2 separate regions of the Hordeum vulgare genome follow, and region 1 is linked to region 2. The links are chromatin contacts, called in public Hi-C maps. All regions are on one chromosome and are shown on one strand. Each heading gives the region's core, a stretch centred on a gene start, on an enhancer-like site or on the middle of the called end of the contact. The rest is flanking DNA. Distances are from core to core; before and after follow the strand shown.

Evidence for each region. A called contact is a pair of places that touch in the nucleus more often than the background predicts.
Region 1: a Hi-C map of leaf shows a contact between it and region 2, with 4 times the contacts expected there. The contact joins the promoter of LOC123444792 here to the promoter of LOC123444791 in region 2. A contact is called at or near these places in 4 of 6 Hi-C or Micro-C datasets (leaf and seedling).

Annotation. Positions count from the first base shown.
Region 1 is chr3H:536,639,807-536,642,858 of MorexV3_pseudomolecules_assembly, forward strand. It overlaps LOC123444792, which reads left to right and starts at 1,631. Exons shown (of 11, transcript XM_045121641.1): 1 at 1,631-1,946; 2 at 2,029-2,269. The coding sequence starts at 1,811.
Region 2 is chr3H:536,482,640-536,485,461 of MorexV3_pseudomolecules_assembly, forward strand. It overlaps LOC123444791 (magnesium transporter MRS2-E-like), which reads right to left and starts at 1,551. Exons shown (of 6, transcript XM_045121639.1): 1 at 1,084-1,551; 2 at 783-935; 3 at 566-694. The coding sequence starts at 1,428.

The DNA.
Region 1 (3,052 bases), core at 381-2,880, 160 kb after region 2:
GAAATTCAATATGGACAAATCCTACCCATCTAAAACTCCCATGGTGGTTCGATCTCTAGACGTAGAGAAAGATCCATTCAGACCAAGGGATGATGGTGAAGAGATTTTGGGACCCGAGGTTCCATATCTCAGTGTTGTTGGAGCGCTTATGTATCTTGCAAATTGCACAAGACCCGATATTGCATTTGCAGTAAATCTACTTGCTAGACACAGCGCAGCTCCCACCAAACGTCATTGGTCGGGAGTCAAGAATGTCTTTCGATATCTCCAAGGCACAAAGGATCTTGGTCTATACTTTCAATTCTAGGAAAAACTGGACTCTGGTATAATTGGATATACAGATGCTGGCTATTTATCTGATCCCCATAATGCCAGATCGCAGACCGGCTTTGTGTTCCTACATGGTGGAACTGCTATATCATGGAAGTCTTCGAAACAGACCCTTGTTGCAACATCTACCAATCATTCTGAAATAATTGCTTTATATGAGGCATCACGTGAATGCACGTGGCTTCGCAGAATGATAAACCACATACAACAGTCATATGAAATTGGTTCTATCGAATCACCTACCATTATCTATGAAGATAATGCGGCTTGTGTTGCACAGATGCAAACAGGATACATAAAGAGCAATGTCACTAAGCATATTGCCCCTAAGTTGTTTTATCCCTATGAACTCCAGAAGAGTGGTGAAATCAACATCTTGCAAGTCAAGTCATGTGATAATCTCGCTGATCTTTTCACAAAGTCTTTACCAGCTTCAACATTCCAGAAATACCTTCATGGAATTGGTATGCGACGGCTCCGAGATTTGCAAGAGTCAGGGGGAGTATCTTCTTGAACTGTTCCTGTTCAAAGCCTCATATTACACTCTTTTTCCCTTTATGAGTTTACTCTAGAGGTTCTCATCAAGGTTTTTAATGAGGTAATATCAACATAAGAACACATGTCATACTATCTGTTTTCCCCACCGGGGTTTTTAGAAAAAGTATATACGACATATTTATTGTCCTCTTATTCTATGAATGCATTTCATATGGAGTTAACGGAGGCAATAACCATTATATGCGGTATCATTTTCTCCTTATTTTCCCACAGGGTTTGAAGGAGTTTTAGCTGCATATACTACACCACTCCTTATATTTTTCCCACAGGGTTTTTAGAGGAGACTATTACAAGATGATGAACACGTTCAAGGACAAGTATAGATTAGGGGGAGTGTTAAAGTTTAATTAATTATGTAATTAATTAAGTTAATCCCTACTTGTAACCGCACGCACCATGCGAAAACCGACGTATGCGGGAACCGTCTTTCCCCGACATATAAAATTCATCATCAAGAATAAAGTTGACAGTTGTTTCCATTTACATCTCTCTCTCATTTTCAATCACAACAGCAACAAGCTAGACATAGGGGCGCCCCTCTGCCCACGACGTGGACTCGCTCGTTGCGGGGAAATCAGATTCGGCCTGGATAACGGCACGCCAGCAACGAGTCGGCACTGCCGATACCCCACCCGGCAGGCGGCGGCCGGCCGTCTGCCCAGTTCCCACCTCGTGGGTGGGGCCCGCGCACCACGCCTAACCACACGGCCGGCCATCTCTTCTCGCTCTCTCTCCTCCTGCTACTGCTAGAAGCGTCGTCTTCGTCGCGCTCCGCTCCGCTCCGCTGGACTGCTTGCCGCCTGCATCGAAGCGAAAACGTAAAACAACCCAGACACGGCCCTCTCCAATGGAATCCACGGAAGGTCCACGACGCCCCGCTCCCCGCCACTAGCCCACTGACCCCACCGCCACCGCCACCACCATGCTCCAGCTCCAGCTCCAGCCCCCTCGCTTCCTGCCGCTCCCTCGCTCCCGCCTCCCCGGCCGCCGCCGCCGCCACGGCCCCCCGCCCGCCCTCGCCGTCCGCTCCCAGTGGAAGCTCCCCGACGTCGACACCGGTGAGCCCCCTCCCCGAGGCCCCCGATAGGCCGTGCCCCTGCCCGTGCTCTCTCTGATCGCTGTGGGCTTGCTGTTTCGCAGATGCGGTGCAGGAGCGGGTGCGTTCGTGGCTCTCCCGGGCGCGGGGTGCGGTGGTGGGCGTCACGCAGGCGGCGCGGGAGCGTGGACAGCGCAAGGAGGAGGCCGATGGGAGGAAGAAGCAGAGGAAGGAGGAGGTGCAGGAGGAGCCGCTCGTCGCGGTGCCCGAGATCACCCTGGAGAGGCGGGTCGGCCCCGGCTGGCTCTCGCTGGACGCCATTGTCTCCATCGAGCAGTTTGCTAGGTGTGTCAAGCTACCTTGCACTTGCTCTCCTCTACGGATTAATTTGTCCTAGATGTAGAATAAGTAGCCAGATTAATTTTAGAAAATGACTACCAGTTCATCTCCTGAGTCCTGACTATCATAATAAATGATTGATTAGTTGAAGCCACAAACTGCTTTTCTCTTGGACTCAATTGACAGGACGCTCGCTTGGTGATATCATCAGGACTACTCTGAACCATGTGCTATAATAGATAGGATCATGTTAGTAGTGGTTAGAAGTTAGAACCATCTGGAATTGTAGTGTACCTGTTGCAAGAATATTAAGTCTTATCTTGAACTTGGGGGATATTTTTTCTTTCTAATCCCCCTGAAGTTCCTTTGTTCCAAACAGGCTTTTAGTGGATAAACTCAATACTACAAAATAGAAACCCTTTAAACAAATTTTGTCTTGCATTGCTGCAGCAGATAAGGAATGAGAATTTTCTGGAATACAATGGGATGAAACACGCATAGCATACGAAGCAGAAATTTCTCTGACCGAATCGATGTGAAGTTGTGAACTAACCAAGCCAGTACAAAGAGTAACCGGAAGACGTTTGCTTCCCTTGTTTAATTTTTCATATGATGTCTTGGGAATCTCAGCCACCCCATCAAAATTCCTCTCCCTGGTCTGTGAGCAAGTAACAATAAAATGGGGATCCTAATGGATTGATCAGAATGCAAATCAACCAAATTAAATAACAAAGGAAGGATCGGCAAATTGATCAAACTAATGGTCGCTGATGACTATGATGACAAAAT
Region 2 (2,822 bases), core at 301-2,800:
CAAGTGGATGGCATCTTTGGTGGAGCGCTGCTTCATCCTGCATATCCATGGCGGTGGATCTCGATGGCGTGGAGCAGTGGAGGCTCGGCGTCCGATATGTGGCAATTGACTCGCGCAGGAGGACGTCATTGTCTGACGTCGTGGTGACGTCGAGGGCAAAGAGGCCTGGCAAGGTCAATGCGTTAGTAGCTGCTTTGAGGATGGATCAATGGAAGACGATGGTGACGGCCCTTGTAGCGTGTACGTTGGTGCCCACTGGGAGTGCGCCGGACCGGTTGTGTCACCCAGTCCCGGCGTTGTGGTTTGGATGGGGCATCCGGCTTTAGATGTTAGGCTTTGGTGTGATGTCTGTTTGGTATTTTGCCCGGACATTCGGCATCCCTTCATCAAGGGGATAGGAGTAGCGGCATGTGTTGCCAAGATAATGGCCTCAGACTTACTGATGTACTACTTTGTAAGGTCTTGTTAAATAATTAATAAAATGACTGCATACATAGTCTAGATGCAGAGGCCGGGGTACATCCTCCTTTTCTTAAAAAAAAAATGAAAACGGAGGGAGCACTACCTTTTGTACGCGCCCTGATAGCTCTACCAGGCGGCTCTTGATCTGCCTGACGTGCTCCAGGTTGAGCGTGCTAACCTTCGAGGTCAGCTTGTCCAAGGCCGGATACGCTTCCTTCTCGAGGGCCAACGTCTAGCACCAATAATTTGCACCAAGTGAAAACACGGTAAGTTGGTAACACTCGCTATGGGCAGAGCTCATGTGTTTGCCAGTGTATTACCTCAGATTCCATGCATTTGCATGTGTGCTCGAGGCAGACCTCGAGCACCTTGAACTCGAAGGGCTGGATCTTGGCGCTGCCAGGCATCGGCACGTTCCCCTGACCATCACCCAGCTCCATGTCGTCGCTTGCCGGATTCGTGGTACACGCATCCTTCACGCAGAAGCACAGGAACCGACAGAATCAGGCGAATGGTGCATTGCAGATGATGAACATCACTCACCGCCATATCGTACTGTAGCAAGCATGCATGAATGAATATTGGCTAGTGAAGCAGCGATGGGTGTTTGACTGTTCGTACCGGGAGCGCGAGGCGGGCGTGGAGTTCTTGGAGGAAGGGGTGGAGGCGCGGGTTGCCGGGGTCGCGGACGAGCACCTCGGCGGCGGTGACGATGGCCTTGACGTGCTCGAGGTTGACGACGATGGCGCGGTCGCGGCCGAGGATGGTGGACGGGTAGGAGAGCAGCGGGTCGAGCACGCGGAGGTCGCGCGCCGGCAGCCCCGTCATCTCCATGATCCGGTGCCTCCCGAACTCCCCCCTGCGCTGCTCCCCCGCCGCCGGCACCACCAGCCACTCCTGGCTCGCCACCGGCGCCGCCTTCCGCCGCGGCGCCGGTGCGGTCTGCGGCTGCCTCCGCTGCTCCATGCGCGCGCGCGTGGACTGCTACCGAGGCCGCGTGGCGTGGCGCGACGCGGTTATCGGTACGAGGTCTTCGCCGCGGCGGGTCAGACGAGCTCGAATACTCCTTGAAAACAGCTTACTACCACACGTCCCAAGTGGCGTAGGCGCGCGATTATTACGGGTGCCGGTCCGCGCGAGCGCGGATGGCGACGAGGGATCTGCCCAGCGGGCCGGCCACGGTTGTTGGCTGGAGCGTTCTCTTTTCTCTGTGGACGAGGATAGTCAATCGGTGCGGCGGTGCCATGTGTGTGGAAGCCAGTAGGCATTTGTATGTAGTAGTGTTTCTATTCGATACCCTTGTCCTTGTCCCATGGTACCACCGTCTCTCTCTTGCATGTTTTACCTCGCCGTGTTTTAAATACCACAGTACTGTACTAGTATGATCTGCCTGGAAGAGATCATTACAATAGATTATATTCCCTCTGTACCTAAGTCCTTCCCAGATACTCCCTCCGTGTCAAATCTTTTGTCTTAGATTTGTCTAGAAATGAATGTACCTAAATAGTAAAATATGATTAAATACATTTATATCTATACAAATCTAAGACAAAAATTCTAAAACGAAGGGAGTACAAGGTATAGAGGAAGTATTACGACATGTACAATGATTACATACATATACACCTTATTTTATTTATTTACTTTGCATATTAGCTGTGACCTGAGTCAAACGGTATAAAGTTTGACCAAGTTTGTCAAAAACAATCTAAACTTTCATAATAAAAGATATATATGACATGGAAATACACGAATGACGATTTCAATGGTATTGATTTGATATTGTGGACGCTAATATTTTTTATATATGAACTAGGTCAAAGTTTAAATAGTTTGACTCAAGACAAAACTAATATCTGAAGTAAATAAAAACAGAGCAGTACATAGGACGATTGTTGAGTCTGAAAGAACACTGTTTTGTTAATATTTGCGAGCTCAAGTTGAAAACACATAATTTCTAATAAAAATACAGAATCATTTGAGTTTTTTTGACTTAGATTTTTCAATGTTTAAACCTGTTGTGGTCAGAAAATGGTGGGGATGTGGGTGGGTATGTACCAAAAGCCATGGGCAAGGTAGATGGTTGAAGAGAGGGAAATTATTCACATAGCAGTGACAAATCTAGGACGCAAGTGGATGATAGACTCAAATTCAAAGATCCTAGTTTTATTTTTGAGATAGTGCAGGGTGATGGGATAAGATGGGCTGCAAGCTGCTATTTTTTGGGCTGGGCCTAATTACTACACTTGGTAGTAACTTTGGATGTTCTTTAAGGGTAGATTTGAGCCTCTCGAAGCCTGTTGAGAAGAATCGCTCCTCTTATATAGGATGTTGGAGTACCCACCTATTGGGAGCCTCCG